Linked DNA regions of Mus musculus: region 2 is linked to region 1. Evidence: chromatin contacts called from public promoter capture Hi-C data. All regions are on one chromosome and are shown on one strand. Each heading gives the region's core, a stretch centred on a gene start, on an enhancer-like site or on the middle of the called end of the contact. The rest is flanking DNA. Distances are from core to core; before and after follow the strand shown.

The links. Promoter capture Hi-C pulls out the DNA fragments that hold promoters and counts their contacts.
Region 2: a contact with region 1 is called in a promoter capture Hi-C map of the C10 cell line. The contact joins the promoter of Ubxn4 here to the enhancer-like site in region 1. A contact is called at or near these places in 3 of 39 promoter capture datasets (3T3-L1-derived adipocytes, the C10 cell line and embryonic stem cells), 1 of 15 datasets of contacts at CTCF or cohesin (the NIH/3T3 cell line) and 4 of 115 datasets of contacts at active chromatin or transcription factors (the 230-238 cell line, embryonic stem cells, memory CD8 T cells and 1 more).

What each region holds. Positions count from the first base shown.
Region 1 is chr1:128,001,270-128,007,188 of GRCm38.p6, forward strand. The region is part of intron 8 of Zranb3 (zinc finger, RAN-binding domain containing 3); the gene reads right to left. It also overlaps the pseudogene Gm8283. Among named protein-coding and RNA genes, the nearest start is that of Gm28800, 43 kb to the left of the region's middle. Within about 2 kb of position 3,287, at least 30 of the 459 cell types and tissues checked have an H3K27ac peak or open chromatin away from gene starts, as enhancers often do.
Region 2 is chr1:128,240,556-128,246,474 of GRCm38.p6, forward strand. It overlaps Ubxn4 (UBX domain protein 4), which reads left to right and starts at 3,582. Exons shown (of 13, transcript NM_026390.3): 1 at 3,582-3,997. The coding sequence starts at 3,916. Gm41949 (a long non-coding RNA gene) reads left to right here and starts at 4,004. Exons shown (of 2, transcript XR_878509.3): 1 at 4,004-4,087; 2 at 4,208-5,919.

The sequences.
Region 1 (5,919 bases), core at 2,037-4,536:
TCAAGGATTTTCTGGGACATTGGAATACTGGCAAAGGCTTAGCTCTGTCAGAATTCAATCTTAAAAGGCGCTTATAATAAAATAATACTAAAAGAGAGCACGTGGATCCATACACCAGACTAAAGCGGGGATAGGGTATGAGTATACGGGTTAGCCAAAGTTCCAGGAGGCGAGTTTCCTTGAAACTCTTTGCCTCGTGAGTGCTCCCAGGCCTCTCGGCCTGCCAAGCAAACTTCACTGGAGTGTGCGTAGCAGTTTTCCTCTTCAAGATGCTTTTGGTCAAGTGTTTTATCAAAGCAACAGAAATAAAAAAAGAAGGTTCTAGAAGAACCTGAAGTGACAGGCTCAAGAGCACAAGAGGGAAGTCTAAGAGAACAGAATGAAATGGAGAAACTGATGTAGAAAGAATTGAAAAAAAAATACAAATTAACATTTAATGGGCATTCTTAGCTAAAGTCATTCCAAGTTATCCAGAAAGAGTCAGAGTTAAAGATGAAATGACTTAAATTTAAAATATACTCTCTCTTAATTGTTAATACTAATTACTGGCTGATTGTGGTGGTATATACGTGTAACTCCTGGAGACTGAGGCAGGAAGATTACAAATTTAAGACCAGCCTGGACTGGTTAGCTTGGGATCAAGGATAAAAAAAAAGGGGGGGAGGGCGGAAAAATGGTCCAATGTTTAAGGTTAAGAGTGCTTGCTACTCTGCCAGAGGACTCAAATTCTGTTTCCAGAATCTACATTGTGTGGCTCACAACTGCCTGCAATTTCAGGCTATCTGATGCCCTATTATGGTCCCCACAGGCACCTAAATGCATGCACACACACACACACACACACACACACACACACACACACACACACACACAAATAAAGATAATGTTTTAATAATCAACAACAATTGGTTACTGAGAAATTTTGGATAAAGATGGCATGCTGAACTCACTCAACCCTTATTCCCTCTTAGTCTAAGAGCAAAGAACACAAAAGGCAAGAGCAAGCTCTACTGAAGCTAAGAAGTACATGGTGCCTGATAAGTGACTCTCCCAGCTCACAGTGTGGAATGCACAGGAATATCTGGTTTCCGCTGCAGTCAGGTACAAGGTCCAGGAGGGATAGGGCAAGGGGAGCTAGAACAGAGAAGCCAAGAGAAGGCAGAAGTAGAGGGTTGTGTCAAGCCTGTGCCTCATCCTGTCTACAGGTTCTATGCCACACATACAGACTCCCCACACGCTGGTAGCAAACTGGAGACACAGTTGTCAGATGGGGTGAAGCAGAGCTTGTTTGGGTAAGTGGGATCCTCGACTGAGAGCAAGCAGTATGGTGTGATGGTGAGCTTAAAGAGACACACTGGGCATGCAATCCCCAGTACAACAGTGATGCATGCAGGGCCTAAAGACAGGGGTTAGGTTATGAGGGTTCTACACTCATAAATGAATGATGCTACTTATGCAAAGGCTGGAGACCACAAGCCATCTTTTATTCTCTCTACTCCATTGCTCTTTGCCTTCTGCTGTGGGGTAAAGCAGCATAAAGGCCTTCATCAGATGCTGACACCTTGATATTGGACTGTCCAGCCTCCAGAATTGTGAGCTAAACAACCTTTCATTGTTTACAAATGTTCCAGTCTCAAGTATTCTGTTATACAAGAAGCACACACAATGGAATCAGGGAGTGGGCATAATGCATAAAATTGTGACAATTAAATTAAAGTTATAGTAATAGGTACTGAAGGACTGAGTACATAGTTCAGTGAAAAAGCACATCCTTGCCTAGTGTATACCAATTTCTAGGTTTGATATTTAGCAGGAAGGAAGGAAAGAAGGAAGAAAGAAATGCAGAGGGTGGGAATGAATGAAGATAGGAAGAAGAACGGGGGGGGGGGGAGGAAGAAAAGGATGAAAAAGGAGGGGAGAGGAAGAATAGGGGAAGCACAAGGAAAGAAAAGGGAAGGAGAGGGGAAGGAGGAAGAAAGGAGGGAGGCAGAAGGGGAAGAAGAGGACTAGGAGAGGAAGGGGAGGCAGAAGGGAAAGGAGGAGGAAAGAAGAAAAAGGAGGAGGATGATTTTGGAAGTCAATACCTCTGAAGAAAATGAAATGAGCTGCAGAGGAAAGGAAGCCTGATAAATGAGAACAAAGATGTGATGAAGCACAAGCAAGGCACGCTGGCATGCTTCCACACAGCAAGGGGCTGTGGTCACCTTGGTGTGTATGTCAAAAAGCCAGAGCCAGGAGAAAGAATTTTAAATGTTTTCACCATAAAGAAAGACAAACAAGGTACTACAAGTTTACTCTGAATTAGACATTCCATATTATAATTATATATCACATGGCATAACAAACCAACCAACAAACCAACAGTATATCCCATGGTTCACCGGCAAGTATTTTAAACATGGGTTTAGTAACAAATGTAGTGAATACTGATCAGGGAAAAATTAGCATAATTTAAAAATTTAGGAAAATTATATCACTTGAATGGAAGAATGGGAATGAGACAGTTATGTATCTGGAGGGGAACAGAGATGCACGGAGGTAAAATTTTATCCTGTTTATCGACAAACCCATTGATAGGGCTGAAAATGTAGTGTGAGCAGTAATGCAAACTAAGATGTTGAGGTTTGAATGAATTAAAACAAACCATACACCAATACTCAGCTTTTACAAACACTGGAAGTGGCTGCTACTGGGGAATAAATTAAGAGCTATTTTTGGAGTGACTGTTTTCAGCTTTAATCATATTTAACATTAAAAATTAAAAATGCCTATCTAAAATGTATATGCATTAACTACAAAGTCTCAAGCATTATTCTACAAACTGCATTTTGCATGTCTATATTTTCTGAACAATGTAACTCATCATACAGTGAGCCTGGAGGCTGGAAAGAACTTTAGCCTTGGTTGTCGGTGCCTCAGAAGTGGAAATGAAGCTCTCTCAAAACAAGCTGCTATAATTTCCAGATATGTTGTCATGGCAACTGAAGCACTTTAATAAAGTGCATGTTTGCCTAAAGAGCTATATTTACAGGAATAAGCTTTTCAGTGAGTATATGTCAAGTTGAAATGCGTAAAGTACCTTCATTACAATCCCAATCTAGACTTAGAATTGGGACAATTGCTGTAACCTGGGCTCATATACCTCATTTATCTAGTGAGCGCTTCCCACCCTCCTCTTTTCAGCTACCCTTCATCAGGACCAGAGCTCTCTCCCACTATCCCTTAAACCACTGCTTTAAAAAGGCTAATGACTAGGAGCCGGGGAGATGCCTTAGTGGTAAGAGCTCTTGCAACACAGGCATGAGGAAGTGAACACAAATCCTCAGCACCATTTCAAAGCTGGACAAGGCTGTGCATGTCTGTAACTTCATTTTTAGGGAACTTCCAGTTTGGTGAGTGACCATCTCAAGGGAATATGCTGAAAAACAATAGGGAAAAACACTCAATTTCTTTCATTAGCCTCTGAACCCATATACATGGGCATGAACACTTTCACATACAGATGCACACACATGGATACACCACACACACATACAAGTAAATGGTCAAAATGCTGAGAATAACTGCCTGAAAGTGTTTAGTCATAGATGGTACATATATGTCCAGCCTTCCCACTTCTAACCATGCCTGAGGCTCAGGGAACATTTCAGAGAAGGTGGGGCAGGAAGAATAAAAAGAGGCTAAGGTTGAGAAAATGCTGTGAAAATGGTGTTCTGCAGATGAGGCATGGTTCTGGCACATATGAATTCACAGCAGCTGTGGTTACCTGTGTAAGACCAAGTGAGTTACTACTCCAGTGTGGAGGAGAGAGTGACACCTGAGACCCCATGCCTAGGTAAGGATCTGCTGGCAGCTCATGGCTATTGAGAGAGAGAGAGAGAGCCACTTTTCTTTGAGACTGTGGCTATGAGTAGGTTGCCCCTGCCCTAGAGCATGAGCAGCAGTAACTGGTCTCAGTGGGCTACACTTAAAAAGAGAGGGGCATGAAGTTAAGGGGGAGATGCTCCTGGGAAGACGAAGGAGCACGCGCACACACACACACACACACACACACACACACACACACACATGCTTATGACATTTAATCATTTAATGGATACCTAAAAGTGCTTTTTGAAATGTTAATTCTTTTTTTTTTTTTTTTTTTTTTAACTGCATGGCTAGAACACAGCTTCTACCATGAATGATGCAGGTGACTGGTGGTACTAAGGAGACAATGAACTGTTGACAAGATTATAATCTGCTGGTGGCATTGCTGAAAAAAAGCCCTTGCAAATTTCTAAACAACAGTAAACTCTGTTAGGAATCTCTAAGTGTCTTACAGGCCAAAAAGGGAACAAGGTTAGTAAAATGCCCCAACAGAGTTTGAGTAAAATACTGGATTTGAGAGTTACTGGAATTGGGTATGTAAAAATAGGGTTGTAGGTAGGGATCATGCTTACAATAGGTCTCAAATTCAAACTACAATACACCACTTCACAGGCCACATGAATTTCCAGGGGCTTTTCGTCTCCCTCAGTAGGTGCTGGCAGAAGGTGTGCTCAGTCATTTTCCAATATAGATGCCCAGCCCCAGGCCAGCACATGAGAAAGGAAGAGAGATGGGATGAAGACTTTTAGGAACTCTGCAGAGAAAATGCCCCCTTTCTTCATGGCTCCACTCTTCCTCATGCTTAGAGACGCAGCACGTTTAGGGTGTCTGAAATGGAACTCTTTGGGGGGGATGTTTTCGGGTCTACTGGACCAGTCTGATACCCAGTCTGCACTTTTCTTCAAAGCCTCAACTTCCTTTTCTCCTTCTACAACTTCTTCTTCTGACTGAGAGCTGTGGTCCCTGCTGGTATGCATCTCAACATCAAACATGATCTGCCCATCTTCTTGTGGTGAAGGGCTGTCACAGTGCCAACTGCCTCTTGAGCTGCTCTGTCCCGACTCATGCTGTGCATCCAGGAGGATCTTCTCCATGTCTCCATTGTGGATGGAAGACGAGGAAGGAACGTGCTCCAGCCCCCCATTCTTCCCATTTCCATTCTCATTGCCTTTGCTGCTGTTCATGGGTAGCTCCACCCAGGAACTGTTGAGGCCAGCGGGGCGGCTGCAGGGGCTGCTCCCCTTCCTCGAAGTTGTTGTTGTGCAAGGGCAGCAGCGGTGGCTCCACTAAGTGAGACATGGTCTGGAGACTGGAAGCGGCACGGCCGCAGGACGACAGTGAAATGTTAATTCTTTTACAGAGTGTGGTGATACATGATTTTAGACACAGCACTAAGGAGGCAGAGACAGGTGGATCTCTGTGAGTTTGAGGCCAACCTGGTTTACACAGAGTTCCAGGTCAATCAAGAATAAATAGTGAGACTGCCTTGAAAACAAACAAATAAACAAACAAACAAAACTAAACTAAAAACCCAAAAAACCCCAAATTAGTCTTAAGAGAGATAAAGAGGTTCATTTTGATAAAATATAAAAAATGACAGGAGTCTGTTTACTAGATTTAGCACAGCAACTTAAACATCGTTTGAGAAGTTGATTTCTAGGAGCAAATGTATTTGGTGTATAAAATAACTCAGTGTAAACAGACTTTAGGTTGCTCAAGTTGGTGATTGCATGGATTGACATTTTGTTTTACTTTTTAAAGACATTTTATTTATAATTATGTTATATCTATGCATATGAGTGTGGGTACCCACAGAAGCCAGAGGTGTCAGAGCCTCTGTAGACAGAGTTGCCAGTGGATGGGTGCTGGGAACTTAACTCAGATCTTCTGGAAGAGCAGAACTTGCTATTAAATGAGCCATCTCTCCAGGCCTCAGGTGTACATTTAAAACGTATTCTGCATGCACACTTTCTGTCTTTCATTCTAAGTAAACATCAACACCATTGCAGTGTCATATTTTAGATGATCTGAACACGTGCTTGCTTGCTA
Region 2 (5,919 bases), core at 2,332-4,831, 240 kb after region 1:
GCTCTGTATTGTTTCCTAGTTTTGACCTTACAGCTCAAGAGGAGTGATGCTGGGAGCTGCTAGAGATGTCATTCAGAATACATGTGATTGAAGAGAATTGAGTTGTCCTCTGGCCTGTTTGAGTTTACACCTACCTTAAATAATAAAAATTTTTAAAAAGTTCTGGGCTGGGGTCTATAGATGTATCAAAGGTAGAGCCCTCTAACCTCAAGTGTCTTAGTCAGGGTTTCTATTCCTGCACAAACATCATGACCAAGAAGCAAGTTGGGGAGGAAAGGGTTTATTTGGCTTACACTTCCATACTGCTGTTCATCACCAAAGGAAGTCAGGACTGGAACTCAAGCAGGTCAGGAAGCAAGAGCTGATGCAGAGGCCATGGAGGGATGTTCTTTACTGGCTTGCTTCACCTGTCTTGCTCAGCCTGCTCTCTTATAGAACCAAGACTACCAGCCCAGAGATGATCCCACCCACATGGGGCCTTTCCCCCTTGATCACTAATTGAGAAAATGCCTTACAGTTGGATCTCATGGAGGCATTTCCTCAACTGAAGCTCCTTTCTTTGTGATAACTCCAGCTGTGTCAAGTTGACACAAAACTAGCCAGTACACTCAGTTTACACACTTCACTTGAACCTCAAAATAATTCACACCAGGCATGGTGGCTCAAGCCTATAATAGTTCTCAGAAGATAGGCATAATGGTAGAGCAAAAGTTCTACATCAGCCTGGTCTACATAGAAAGTGTCTTTTCTCCAATAACTATAATAAAACGATAGTCCTGGACCAGGAAGATGGCTCATCAGTTAAAGGCACCTGCCACCATGCAGTTGAAGATGAAGTTCCCAGCACCCACACCAGACAGCTCTGAAATACCTATAACTCTAGCTCCAGGGATTGTGTTTGGATATGCTTGTATTTTAAGATTAGTTTTATTTTCATGTGCCTGTGTTTATGAGTACCCACAGAGGTCAGAAGGTACTGGACTCCCTAGCTGGAGCTGGAGATAGCAGGAGGCTATGAACTGCCTGAGATAGGTATTGGAAACTAAACTCTTCCCAGAACATTTATTCTTTTCTACTGGCATTTTCCAGTTAATTTAACTCAAAAAAATGATTGTTGTTAATAGTGTGTGTGTAGTAGGTGCACATGCATGCAGGTGTCCACAGAGGCCAGAGGAGCTTGTGAAATTATAGACTGTTGTGAGCCACCTAATGTAGGTACTCACAATTGAACTCAAGTCCTCTGCAAGAGCCATATGTGTGTTTGAACATGGAGCCTATCTCTACCAAGCCCCTCTGTTCATACTTAAATATGACCTTCAAGAAGCCAACTTCTCTTTATATGCCCCAGTACAGGGGAACGCCAGGGCCAAAAAGGGGGAGTGGGTGGGTAGGGGATTGGGGGGGTGGGTATGGGGGACCTTTGGGATAGCATTGAAAATGTAAACGAGGAAAATACCTAATAAAAAAAATTAAAAAAAAAAAAAGCCAACTTCTAGGCCAGGCAGTGGTGGTGTATGCCTTTAATCCCAGCACTTGGGAGGCTGAGGCAGACCGATTTCTGAGTTCGAGGCCAGCCTGGTCTACAAAGTTGAGTTCCAGGACAGCCAGGGCTATACAGAGAATCCCTATTTCGAAAAACTAAAAAAAAAAAGGAAGAAGCCAACTTTTTCAGCCCTTCATGAGGCATTCCTGGTGAACTATAATTAATGACTTGGTGTAAGTTAAAACATTCTGTAGTTCCTCTTCTCTGCCATTTATTACAGTGGCAATTACAGGAGTAATTGCCCTATTTATTGCTTAATGTTTTACTGCTGGCCAGAGGAATGTAATCCTTGAGGTGGTTCTTTTGTTTACTAAGACCTCAACAAATGTTTGTTCAGTGGTTAAGTTTAGAAATGATCCAGCAAAACTTTGAATTCTGAAAAGTACATGCATAATTTCCTTAAACAGGATTTGGGGCAGGCATTCAGAAACAATAGCTAACATCTGTAAAGCACTTAATTGCTACATAAGTAACAAGTACTTGCTAAACACAAGGGTCTCTGTGTGGTCACATAGCCTAAAGGGTAGGTTCCCTCCAAGGCTCCAATTGACTAGTGAGACAACTGAACTGTCAGAGAGGGAGTTGTGCTAGTAATAAATGGAGGTGCTCACGAACTGGGGTAGCTGTTTCCACGTCCTGCCACTAATGCTGCTTTGTATTAGTCACTTGTATCTGCCTTCGAAGCAGAAAAGGGATATCAAAGTAGTTAAATATATATATATATTTGAAGGAAGATAGGAGAAATTGGCCAATTTAAGCCAGATTAGATTATATTAAAGGCAGGTTTTTGGGAAACCGCTCTCGGTCGGCGAGTTCACTGGCCCCAAGGATCAAGGCCAAGGAAGTTGCCACCAGGGAGAGGGGAGCAGCTAGTGGAGGAAGATATATAGTAAGAGAGAAGGGGGGGGAGTGGGAATGGGCAAGGAGAGAGAGAGAGAGAGAGAGAGAGAGAGAGAGAGAGAGATCTGGACTGGGAAGTTCAAAGTTGGAGGCAGGGTATGGACTGAGGGATGCTGGGAGAACCTGGAGGCCAGGTCTGCTTTGGTGTGGAAAATATGCACCTCAGTCCCTTGTCCCCAAGTCCGAAACCAAACACTAGAAACTTGTGCAAATGTTTTTTCTTCCATTTTGATTTCGTATGCATCCATAAACCTTACATAGTTATTAATTTATTTTCTTACTGGCCTATACACAAGTTGATTCTACTCCATTTAGACTTTCTTTACTCTATCACTCAAGGAAACAACAGAAATATTTTCTTTACATGATATTCATACAAGTTAAGTACAGCCAGCCAAGATGGTACACGCTGGATGGTACAGGTAGGAGGATTGTCTTCACAGAATTAAAAATAAATAAGTTTTTTCAATAGCATAGCATAGTGGCTGAAGGTTTTACAATGTGATCCAGTTAGTAAATGCACATTATAGCCAAAAGCCAGCATTCTGCCACTTCGCTTACCCTTCAGATAAGGGGCCTATGTGGTACTGCGGGGTGGGAGGCGGGCGAGGAGGAACACTGTTGTACCTCTAGCCGGTCTTTTTCTTTTGTTTGTTTGGGGTTTTTGGTAAGTTGGTTGGTTGGTTTTTGTTTGTTTGTTTGTTTGTTTGTTATTCAGGGTCTCTGTACAAATCCTGACAGTCCGCGGAACTCACCTTGTAGACTAAGCTGTCCATCTCATACAGGCAGGCAGGCCTCTGCTTTCGGATTGCTGGGATTAAATGCGTGGTTTGCCACGCCCCTCTGAATCCCATCTTTTTCACAGGGTCAAATTAAATAAAAACCAAAGGCTTCGGGTCAAGCCCCGTAAAGCTTGTTTATTTGTGGAGCAGATTGCTTGCAGAAGTCAGAGGGTGACAGCAACTCGATACCTAGCATTTACTCTTACAGCGTTGATGTGCTCACTATGCTCACTCTCGCCATGCTTTGAGCCCACAGTTTACCTTTCCGCAAATTAACAAGCCTCGGAAGACTACAATTCCCAGGAAGCCTCACTGCAGGCGACGTCAACGTGCCGTAGCGGTTAGTCATCCTTCCTGATACTTCCTTCCACTTCCTGGAGTCGGAACCCGAGGCTTCGCGGGGGCGCGCACTTACGGACTTACCTAGCCGACCAGGCACCGGGGCGCGCGACCCCTGACGAGGAGTGTCGTCGTCACGTGACACAGGGGCGTACTTTTCTTGCCAAGCGCGCTCCGGTGCGCGTCCCCAGGGGGTGGCTGTCGGGCGTACGGGCTGGCTGGGTCCTCAGACCGGGGCCCGGATTAGCCGGTGGTTGCCGGGGCCACGAGGCCAAAGAACCAGGAGGGCGGGGTCGGCTGTGGCACCGCGGCGACGACACACCGAGCGAGCGCCTGGGCCTGAAGGGGACGATGCTGTGGTTCCAGGGCGCCATCCCGGCGGCCATCGCGTCTGCTAAGAGGAGCGGCGCGGTCTTCGTGGTGTTCGTGGCAGGTGACTGGGGAGAGGGCCCGAGAACGGTGGCGCTTTGATCTTGTTCTGGATTCTCGTTAGCGTCGAGTGAGCTAGGCAGGAGGAGCTAAGGTGGGCCGGGCTCAGACAGCCTAAGACCCTGTCGCCCAGTCCACTCGGTCTCTTCGGGGCCGCTCGTCTCCTGTCCGGGCCAGTACAGCTTTTTTTTTTTTTTTTTTTTTTTTTTATAAGGCTCCAGGCTTGCTCCGCTGCGGGGCCGACCCAGACGCCAAGCCTCTCCAGGCCGCGGGCGGGCCCAGTGCCACTTGGTGCTTCTGGGGTCTGTTGGGGACTCCGGCGTGACCTGTCTGCATCTGTGTGGGAAGCGCGTCCAGGCCCTGTCCCCAATCACTGAACCCTGCGAGGAGTCGCGCCCTGCAGGCCTTGGCAATCGGGTTGTCGCAGGCAGACCCCCCCCCCCAAGACCCCCAGCCCTGGTGTTCCCCTTCTTGGTCCTCTGGGATCTCCTCTTCTGGCAGCTTGGACCTTTTAATTCTTGGTGTGCGGGTGTGGTTGGGACAGGCCACTAGGCAGACAACTGGGTCTAGAAAGTTGTGAGCTGTCAAGAAAGCTGTGTCATCGGTAAGCCACAAAGAAACCACCTGATGTCTTAGAATGTTCCCGAAACATAAACTTGAGCTCACAGATGGTACTCTTTTATCATAGTACTCAGAGGGAACTGAGGTGCAATAATTACTTTATTACAAGTTGACCTTTTTTTTTTTTAACTTTTAACATAGTTTTTAAAGTACATACTCAGTCCTGATTCTTCCTCTCTTCTAACCTAAAATGTAGTTTTCCAGACATGTGCCAACTCATTTACCCCATATTGCTCTAAATCAGTTGGTTCCATAGCCTCCTGTTTTATTGCTGAAGTCTTGTATATCCGCAGTCAACCATCTGCTTCTATAGTTTTGTACATTCTTGATACATGGACCAGTTTGTGTGACAACTATTAATCTGAAGTGACAACTATTAATTTCTTCAGTCACTTGTGTTCAGTAACAGTTACTCATAATTGACCCATGGCTTTTAAGAGTTCTGTAACTTTGTTCATCTCTGTGGGAAAAAAAAAAAAACTGACATGTGAATTTGAGCATTTTAAATTTTAAATGTCTGTTTTGTTATGCTAACTTTTCAACTTGATGCTTGCTGTTAATTAGAAAAGCATAAATTACTTAGGCTATATTGAATTATACTTTAAATTAAATTAATAAATTAATCTTGTAATCCAGTAAGAATAGTAGTCACATGAAAATGGAAAGAACACGACATTGAACTCAGGTTAGAAATTGAACTCAGGTCATCTGAAAGAGCAGCTGCTCTTAACCACTGAGCTATCTCTCTAGCCGCAGTTTACAACATTTTAAACTGTGTTCCACACAAAATTTCAATAGTTCTGGGGGGAAAGGTAGTTTTATTGTCTTGTTTTTGTAGTTGAACCACTTAGGTCCAAAGTTGTAAGTAACTTGGGCCAGTCTCACAAAAACTGTTTGCTTGGTTTTTCTATTCTAGGATTTTTGGGTTTCTTGTGTGGTATTTTATTTGGTTTGGTTTGGTTTGGTTTTTTTTTTTTTGAGACAGGATTTCATATAGCCCAGGCTGACCTTGAAATCCTGATTCTCTGCTCCCAAGTGTTGTGATTACAGACGTGTGCAACACAACAGGTTAACATTTTTACATTTTAACAGTCAGTGTTGGGGCTGAGTGTACAGAGTCTGACTATAACCTTGACTGGCTTTGAACTCACAGAGATCAGTCTACCTCTTCCTCTACCTCCCAAATACTGGGATCAAAGGTGTGTAGGCCCTTACTTTGTAGTGTAATGCTGGCCCCAAACTCACAGTTATCTTTCTGCTTCAGACTCCCAACTGCTTGAATTATAGGTGGGTGCTACCATATCT